2 separate regions of the Anas platyrhynchos genome follow, and region 1 is linked to region 2. Evidence: chromatin contacts called from public Hi-C data. All regions are on one chromosome and are shown on one strand. The core of a region is the stretch at or near the end of the contact, and the rest is flanking DNA. Distances in the headings are between cores, read along the strand shown.

Region 1 (4,750 bases), core at 232-2,731, 150 kb before region 2:
AAATATCATGATCACTTACTCTCAACCTTTTTTTCTTTTCCTTTTTTTTTTTTTTTTTTTTTAATCTTTTCCTGAGCTCTGACTCAAAAGCCAACCCACGCTTTAAAATAACTTTGCTTCTGTTTTCCTAACCGCCTAAGTGAGCTGAAGGCAAACCATGGAACAGCTGCTGGCACCGACCTTCACCCTGTTCCCAGCGCTCAGCTTTTCCCCGAGCAGCCAGCGCCCACCTGCAGCCTGCTTCTGCAGCTTAGCCCCACGTCCCCCTTCCAACTTCTGCTCTTGTTTGCCCTAGCACTGCTGGCACTTTCCTGGAGCAGGCTTTGCTAAGAGCGTGTGCGAAAGCTCCTGCTCCAAATGCCCTGAGATTTTAGTGCACAAACATGGGCTGTGAAGGGATGAGGGTGCCCGTTTGTCACAGGGCTGCGTTCCTCCTGGAGGAGCCCTCCCCATCTCCCCCAGGGTTTGGCAGGGCTCGTCACACCGCAGGCTGCCTCAGCAGCTCCGTCCCTGCCATTAGCATGCGGTGGCGAGAGGAGTGTCACGCCAGGTGATCCATCACTGTCACTTCCCATTACGATAATAAATGTCTCCCGCTTCCTAATTTGCTGTCCTGGTCCTGCCAGCCGTGGCTGCGTTCCCTGCACATCTGAAACGCGCGGAGAACGTTGTCATTACTGCCCGTGTCATTTGCTAAGTGTCTCTCAGCTAGTTAAATAAATGTTGGTGAGAACTTACCCACATTACAATGTGCTGCCGGCTGCTCGGGGAGCACGCTCTCCTCCTGCCTTTGCTGTCTGGCTCCTCTCCTAGAGCGTGTGGAGAGGCAAGGGTGGAGGTCGGTGTCTGCGCACGCACTCGGTGCCCTGTTCCCCAAATAAGTGCCAAACTGGGAGGGCAGGGACCCAACACAGTGGAGACGCAGGGCCAGCTGCCACCCAAGCCCGGTGCTGAGCCCTACCCAAAGCACAACCCCTGCACTTCGGATCCATCTCAGAGGTGAAATTCCCTCTTCCTGCTCCTGCCTCCCAGGCCCCTTAACCATCCTTCTAGTTTCCAAACCTTTTCCCTAGCAGCACGTCAGACAAGCTGTTCTGTCGCTAACATGTGCTGGTAAGGTCACATACGGCTGCTTGTGCTTTAGCTGTTTTACTCATGAGCAGAAAACTCTGGGACCTGGGCCACGAGCTAGAGCCAAATCAATGAGAGCTGTTGTTGGCTTGCGTTTGCTGAAGAAGAAGTGGGATCATGCAGAAAACAAGGAGAGTGGAGAGCTCTTGCATCGGGGCACCCGGCGTTTGACTCCACGCCAGCAAGGCTTCCCATGGGAAACGTCTGAGCAAGACACGAGAGGCCAAGGAGACGTGGGAGCCCTGCGACGGGAGGCATTCAATCTGCTCTGCTTGGAGCTTTTGTGCTTCTTTCATCTGCGTCAGAGTTTCGGCAGCAGCTGAGCTTTCCCATGGAGGCGCGGAGCTGTGCTGCAGCGAGTGGTGGGGTGGGGAACTCTGCAGAAGAAACGTGGGACGATGCACAGATCATCCCTACGGTCACAGACACACAGAATCACAGAACAGCCCGGGATGGAAGAGACCTCACGAGGTCGTAAGGTCCAACCTGTTGTGGGGAAAGGGAGCCTCGACAGGAGGCACCCTGAACGGTTGCATCTTGAAAGTCTCCAGCGATGGGGGCTCCAGCACACTCCTGGGGAGGCTGTGCCAGTGATTGATCATTCTCACTGTCATTTTTTTTTCCCCTGGGAGGAGTGCACGGGTGAGAAACCGAGGTGCCAAATCTCTTGTTACTGATGAGTTACTTGGTGCCGCTGCAGAAAGCCAGCAACAGGTCAGGACAGCCGGTGGCAGCTCAACCAGTGCCTCCTTCAGGAAGATGGGTGTTTTGATGATCTGCTGATCGAGTTTGCTGATTATTCAGCAGTTCTGGATGGGCTTGAAAATGAGTTTCTTCATGGGTACACCTCACCCTCTGGAATAACCGATTTGGTATCCATTAATACATACCTTACATTTCATCCTTTCCCTCAGAGGGGGCTTTGACTTTGATCCAAAGCTGCTGAATTGTGGCCAGCAACCTGCAGGCGGCTTTCCTTCAACTCCTGGGCCAGCTGGAGCCCCACCGGGCAGAGTTCAGGCCGTGCAGCACTCAACAGTAAACACAAAAACACAGCTTGAGACACCTACAGCCACAAACCCCAGCTGCTGCGAGCCGTGATCCCGTGTGCCCAGACCACCCGAGGGTCCAGCACACACCATGGCACGGGGAGCAGCAGAGCAGAGCAGGATGCCTCAAATTTCTACGTATGACCAATTTCTCATAGCTTGTCCAAGCTCTGCTTTACTTCGGCATGTTCCTAATGCAGTGTTTGCATGCACAACTTGCCTCTTTCAGGCAGAGGGCAGTGAAGTTGCCTTCAGATATACATTTTCTTAGTATTTCCCTGATTTTCAGAGGTTTAAGCATGGTCAGCTCCTAATTTTCAAAACTGAGCTTTGCTGAACTTCCCATCCTAGAAGGACTCAAGACACCAGCAGTGATGTGGGTTTCTCCCCTGTGGTGCTGGTGCATGAACGAGGACGCTTTCGTTCCCCTCGCGTCCTTTGAATTTGTGAGCAAATAAGGAAAATACTGCATGAAAATAGCTCCATGGACAGCGGGAAAAGACGCACCGCCAGGTGTCACTGTCCTGGACGGTACCTGGAGGATGGAGCTGAGGACACGTCCATCAGGGGACAGCAAGCCCTGCGCCTCGAGACCCTGCTCTGAGCGGTCAGCACGAAGCTGTGATCTTCCCAAACCAAGCAGGATCCGTCTCCATCACCTCTTTGCCCCATCTTCCCTAGATGGACTCAGACAGCGATGGGAAAACATCATTTTATCCTCAGTGAGGGGTTTACAGCAAGGTCCCTCTCTGCTGAAATTTGGCTTTGTATTTATATTCAGCGGCTTTAGCCCTCTTCTAATCTAAACTTTTAATGTATTGGTGCAACTATAAATGGCTGAGCAGCAGCCATATACAATGCAGCAATATGTTTAATTAGATACGGGCTACTTTATATGCAACATTTATTTTAAAGACATATTAAATTACCAGCATATTTTCTTCCTCGGTTTGCATAAATATTTATAGGGCCCAGGGGGGGACTGCCTCTCCCGGCAATAAATAGTGTTACTTTTCGATATTGAAATACACATTTCTAGAACGGAAATGAATTATTTATCCTCCTGGTGTGAGATGTGTCCAGCACCAAGGCAGGCTGCGGCAGAGGAGCATTTTCCGTGGATTTCATTCCTCGGTGGCTCTGCACAGCCCCGCCGGGTCCCATCACTTTTGGCTGGGCAGCTGCACTGGGTGAGGTGGTTACAGCTTGTGGGGCCTGTCCTCTGGGTGTCACTGTGCAATTGCTCTAGAATTGCTGAGCATCACTGCTGGAGATTTGGCCCAAAGAAGAAAAGGAAAATATTTCTCATCGCCTGCAGCTGACGGCCAAGCGCTCTTGCTTGTTTTGCACTTTAGTTCCCCTTGGCTCGCTCGAGCCTGCCTGCCTTAACTCCTGCTGCAGCACTCACCCAAACCCTGCCTCCCTCCTGCCTGGCTCCTCTCCTGCTCGCAGGATGCACAGGCACCTACCTATGACCATGTGGATTCAGAAGCGGAGACGCAAAGAAGGCTGTGGGCAGCACCAAGCTGGGGGAACCCTGGCCTCAGTCCTTCACGTTTTGCCAAAGAGAGGTGACCTCTTTGAGAAGCATTAATTCATGTCTCAGGTGATGGGAAGCTGCTGGAGAAGCCAGCAGCCCAATGATCCAGCCCAAAGATCCAACGTTAAGATCTGTATCAGTGACCTAACAGGCATTAGGTGAAGCCTGTTATCAGCTCTGGGGCAGGAGACCTTCACAACAGGACTTTGCAAGAGAAAAATTTCCATCAGAAAAATTCCCACAAGGCAGGGCTCAGCTTCCCAGACAGCAAACTGCAATGGAAATGTTCCTGGAAGCAGCTTCACCTCCAGACTGGAGGAAACCATCTTCCAGGAGCACCTCCCTGCTCCCCAGACTGAAGAGATGCGAGGAGTCCCTGGATATCCCCTCAGACCCAAGGCTCTGTGACAGCCTCTAGTACCTCCTGCTTCAGGGTGCTTTTTCTCTCTTCCAGATCAGAACAGAAACACCGACGATCCTTCGTGCAAGAGGGTTGCCATTCTCTGCCCAATGTTTTTTGACTTGAGATGGGAGAGACTTGAGGCTCACAAGCCCAGGAAAAAGGAGCACTGGTGAATTGAGAGGAGCTGGCAGTGTGGCACATCCACGTCTTGCTGCTCTTGGGGAACACGCCAGCACTCACACAGCTCCCTGGCACATGTGAGGACCAAGGCCAGGGAGAGAATTTTTTTTCCATGTGCTCATTTGAAACAAGTGATGAAAGCCCAGGCCATGGGTGCAGCACGGCCAGGCCACAAAGCCCGTTTGTTTCCACCTGGGACCCAGGGCTGAGGTCCTGGGACATGGAGAGCCAAACCTGGTGCCTCGCTGTCACGAAAACGTGCGGGTTTTGCTGCTCTGTGCCTCGCCTGTGCTCGGGTTTGGTCCTGAAATGTTTGATCTCTTGTTGGTGATGCTGACTTTTGCTTTCCCTGGGTTATTCCCCGGTGTGCTGTCACGGATGGTGCCCATCACCCAGTGGCTGGCACCTCCAGCAGTGCCCACCAGCCCCTCCTGGAGAGCTCCCCTT
Region 2 (4,370 bases), core at 1,114-3,613:
CAAGCGCTCAAGAAGACAGATAATGGAAACGCAGAGCACAGCATCGCTCAGTGGTGGATCTGATTAATGGCAGGCTCGGAGGAACCTCAAACTTGGTGGGTTGGGTTTCTGTATTATTATTACTATTTGTTTTTGTTTTCTGGGAAATAAAGTGTCTGAGGTGTTGTGTTTCAGGCTGAGCATTTAAATGTCCCTCCTCTCTTCCCCCACCCCAGCAACGTTCTGCACAAACCAGTTTTCTCCTGAAGCTTTACATATATGTTTTGAATGACTCATTTTGCAAAGAATTGTACTCCCAGGATTATTTTTTTTTCTTATTTTAATTTCCTGAAAGCCTTTTCTTTTTCTGCGCTGGAGAAAAGACCCTGAGCGGCTCGGTGAGCTCGGTGAAGGTCACCAGAACACAGCACCATCCATCAGCGCACGCCTCTCTGCTTCCCACCAGCCTCGAGCTCTGCTGCTGAGCTTACTGCATGGTTTCTTGGCCAATTAGTGTTACAACATACATACATGCAACAAGCAGAACCACGCCAGCTTTCCACACGTTCTTGCCAATCGCTCTTGTCTTTTTAAGCCTTTGTTAATACTGAAATGTCTGGTGATAATGACAGGCCTAAGTCCCAGGGATGCAAGACCCTGAATCATGCTTTTCTTCTCCTTAGCTGGGGGACAGCTTTGGATGTGTGAGCTTCACTGCTTATTTCCAACCTCCTTGCTCTCGGCTGCTTGTTTTTTAATCAGCTTGGAATTAACTGGCTTATGGGGTGTTGCTTGCTTGTTGGGTTGATTATGGCCATTGAAAAGCAGTCTTAATTTTGATCTTAGGCGTCCTGGTACTTTATTTCTACAGCACCTTCTATCTCATCTTTCCATTTTTCATGGAAATGAAGTTCCTCTGGGATACCATGAATTATGGTAGCTGTTCTTTTGGCTTTGCTCCCAGAAAGCTCGTCCTAGTGAGAAGCAGCACTAGCTGCGATCTGGGGCAGCACTGGCACACAGCGTGATTAGCGGGGACGCGGGGCACTGGTGCCAAGTGACCGGGTATGAATTTCAAAGCTGTTCTTGAAGATGACGAAGATGAAGGGAGACACTTTGCACAGCAAACAACACCAAAGCTGGGCTGCCTAAGGAAGAGCAGCAAAGGGAGAGGAGACCTTGGGCAGAAGAGATTTTGCTGTTAGCCCTCTCTGCCAACATTTGGCTAGGACTTGAGGGGGAACGGCAAATTTGCCAGAAAAATGACAAGAGCAGCACTGGGACGGTGATTAGGAGGGGCATTCTCTCCATCTCCTTCCTGGGGATGGATGCACGTCAGTGCTCTCGCTCTGGCAGAAGCCTGTGGGGCTGACCCAGGCTCCCCCAAGCTCCGAAGTTGCCTTCTCATTGCTAGCTCCACCTCAGCAACACGAAGGTGCCAGATTTCACGGGCCAAGTGTTAACAAGTCCTGGCTTACCATTTCTTCTAAGCAGGTGACTTTGGGGCTTTGCTAACCCACGATTACACAGAGACGCAGACACGAGGAAACCTTTCTAATCCGCCCCTGTCGTAATCTGAGGGCGTGTAGGTGCTTAGATATTGCAGGGGAAAGTGCAAAGACTACCTGAGGACCTAGATAAGGCCACCTGTGCGGGTGTTTCAGCAATGTCAGGGCACACGGAGTGGTTCCCTGCTGCTGCACTGCCGGAGGCACACACGGGGACACGGAGCGCGGCGGGGGACCCGTGCCAGCGCGTGGTCAGGGCAGACCTGCCAGGGGAAAAAAAAAATAAAGAGATTGGGTTATTAAAATCACCAGGGGACAAAAAAAAAATGTCCCATCTCCACGTGGGACAAAGAGACTCCCCCGCCTTTTACAGGGAAAGCAATCTCTTTGATAACAGCTGTATATATATATATATATAATAATAATAATAAAAAAAAAACACTCTATCGTGATGACTTGGCTTTGATGCTAGGCTTGTTTCCACAGGGCAGAGGTTGCTCCGGCATCCTCGCGGAGCATGCACGCCCCAAGTGACTCCCACAAACAGGCTGGCTTCGCAGGCACAAAAAAAACCTTCAAAACAGCCAAAAAACCGAGATTTTGGGTCAGGATTTTGGTCCGGGGGGCGGCGGGGGGGTCTCCAAAACCCTTTAGCTTCAACTTATTTATTCCTTCCCCGCACCCCCAGCTCCCACAGCGCTCTCCTTGGAGGCGATGACCCCCCCCGTTCCCCGGGACCGCCCCGCTCCCCGGCGGCCATTTTGCCGCGGCGCTGCGAGCCCGGCGCCTTACGCCGGCTGCGCACCCTACGCCACCTCCGCAGCGCTCCGCACCGTTACCGCGGCAACCGCGCCCTCCTTCGGGCGGTGGCTCCGCTGTTTACGTAGCTTCCCCGCCCGCACTTGGCGCACTTGGGTCACTAGGGGCACTAGGAGCACTTGGTGCACTTGGAGCACTTGGAGCCCTAGGGGCGCTGGGAGCGGCCATGGCGCTGTCTCGCGCCGAGCGCTGCCTGGCGCTGCTTCTGCGGCTGCTGTCCCGAGCCTGCCTGGCGCTGCTGGGGCTGGCCGCCCCCTCGCCGCCCCGCTCCGTGCCCCCCCCGCGCCGCTCGCTGCTGCTGCTGCCAGCCTGCCAGCTGGCCAAGAAGCTCCGGCAGAGGGAGGTGGGCACCCCGGGGTGCTGGGTATGGGGATTTATGATTTATTTGGGGATTTATTTGGGGGGTTGGGGGGGTGTAGGGTGAGTTTTGGGGCAGCCCCCGTCGCTCAGCGCCTTCCTCCCCCCCTTCCCCAAGGTGACGTGCGTGGAGGTGGTGGAAGCCTACATCGAGAGGATCAAGGAGGTGAACCCGCTGATCAACGCCGTCGTCAAGGACAGGTAGCGTGGGGGCTACCTTATCCCCTTTATCTCATCCCTTATCCCTTATCCCTTATCCCCAGCACCTGAGCTGCCTCTCCCCTGGGTGCCCTGCAGGTTCGAGGAGGCTCTGCAGGAAGCCCGGCAGGTGGACAAGCTGCTGGCAGAAGGTCCCGGCGATGACTACCTGGAGGAGAAGTTCCCCTTCCTGGGGGTGCCCATCACTGTCAAGGAGGCCTTCTCGTTGCACGGTGGGTTCCCCCCTTCCCCTGCCTCTTGCACGCAGCGCCTTGGGTGTTAGGTGGCCTCTGCGGGGAGCTTGGGGGGAAACAGTGTCCTGCTCCCCATCTGCCTCCCCTTTGCTGACCCTTCCCTCACAGGGATGCCCAACACCTCTGGCCTGGTCAACCGCCGCGATGTCATCGCCACCTGCGATGCCACCGTGGTTTCACGGCTGAAGCAAGCCGGCGCCATCCCGCTGGGGGTGACCAACTGCAGCGAGCTGTGCATGTGGTACGAGTCCAGCAACAGGGTCTACGGCCGGACCAACAACCCCTATGACCTGCAGAGGATCGTGGGGGGCAGCTCAGGTGAGCACGCTGCTCCGGGGGAGGGAAGGGGTCAAAATGTACAAAGGAAATTGCTCTCGCTGAACGCTGCTTTCACTCGCTGCCGGGTTCCTGCAGAGCTTGCAGGCATTGTCCGGGGCGGTGCAGGAGGTGATTTGTAGGCCCAGCGTCTTCACACCTCCTAGGTGTTACACTTGGCACTGCTTCATCTTGTTATGGCTACAAAGCACAATGCAGATGTGGCATTTAAGCAAGCAAAAATCCGCTTGGCCTGTTTTCCCAGACATTGCAAAAGTGGCTGGGGCCACTTTGCGTGCACACAAAGGGAAGTGCCTACCGCGGGGTGCTTCTGCTTGTTCTGTGCTATCGACCACTGTTTTTGCTTTATTTTCTCCTGTGCAGGAGGGGAGGGTGGCGTCCTTGCAGCCGCCTGCTCGGTGATAGGTGTGGGCTCCGACATCGGCGGCAGCATCCGGATGCCGGCTTTCTTCAACGGCGTCTTTGGCCATAAACCCACCACAGGTGAAGCTCTGCAGGTGAAATGCACGGAGGAGGAGGGCGGTGGGAGGAAGCTCTGCTGGTTGCCTCCAGTGGGTTTTGCCACCGTGGGGCTGCCGGGCAGCGACAAGCAAATTCTTGCACGGGGCAAGCCCATGGCGTGAGCGCCGCAATGAGAAACCATCTGATGGCAGGACGTCAAGTGCATGGGAGGCAGGAGGTGTCTTGTGACAGGTATTGCATCCCCAGCGTGGGATGTTTTCCCAGCACCGGTATATGCTGCTTGGGTGTTTCCCTGACAGCAAGGACACAGGGTGCTTTCAGGTGGCGTCAGGGGTGGTTTTCAGCCTGGAAGGGTGCTTGGCTGTGCCAGCCAGCTGCTTTTGCCCCTTGTGCAAATTGCCCTGGGGTTGCAAACGCTCTGAGGAACACCACTGGAAATTCCTGGAGCTCGGGTGCA

Evidence for each region. Hi-C and Micro-C count contacts between places; a contact is called where the count stands out from the background.
Region 1: a contact with region 2 is called in a Hi-C map of subcutaneous adipose tissue, with 3 times the contacts expected there. The contact joins the promoter of NHSL2 here to the promoter of FAAH2 in region 2. A contact is called at or near these places in 3 of 8 Hi-C or Micro-C datasets (liver, skeletal muscle and subcutaneous adipose tissue).

The regions. Positions count from the first base shown.
Region 1 is chr10:8,857,698-8,862,447 of IASCAAS_PekinDuck_T2T, reverse strand. NHSL2 (NHS like 2) reads right to left here and starts at 1,481. Exons shown (of 8, transcript XM_072043144.1): 1 at 739-1,481. The coding sequence starts at 1,045. LOC113844715 (a long non-coding RNA gene) reads left to right here. Exons shown (of 2, transcript XR_005268114.2): 2 at 1-3,124.
Region 2 is chr10:8,704,023-8,708,392 of IASCAAS_PekinDuck_T2T, reverse strand. FAAH2 (fatty acid amide hydrolase 2) reads left to right here and starts at 2,363. Exons shown (of 11, transcript XM_027465126.3): 1 at 2,363-2,670; 2 at 2,782-2,864; 3 at 2,961-3,094; 4 at 3,224-3,433; 5 at 3,815-3,934. The coding sequence starts at 2,473.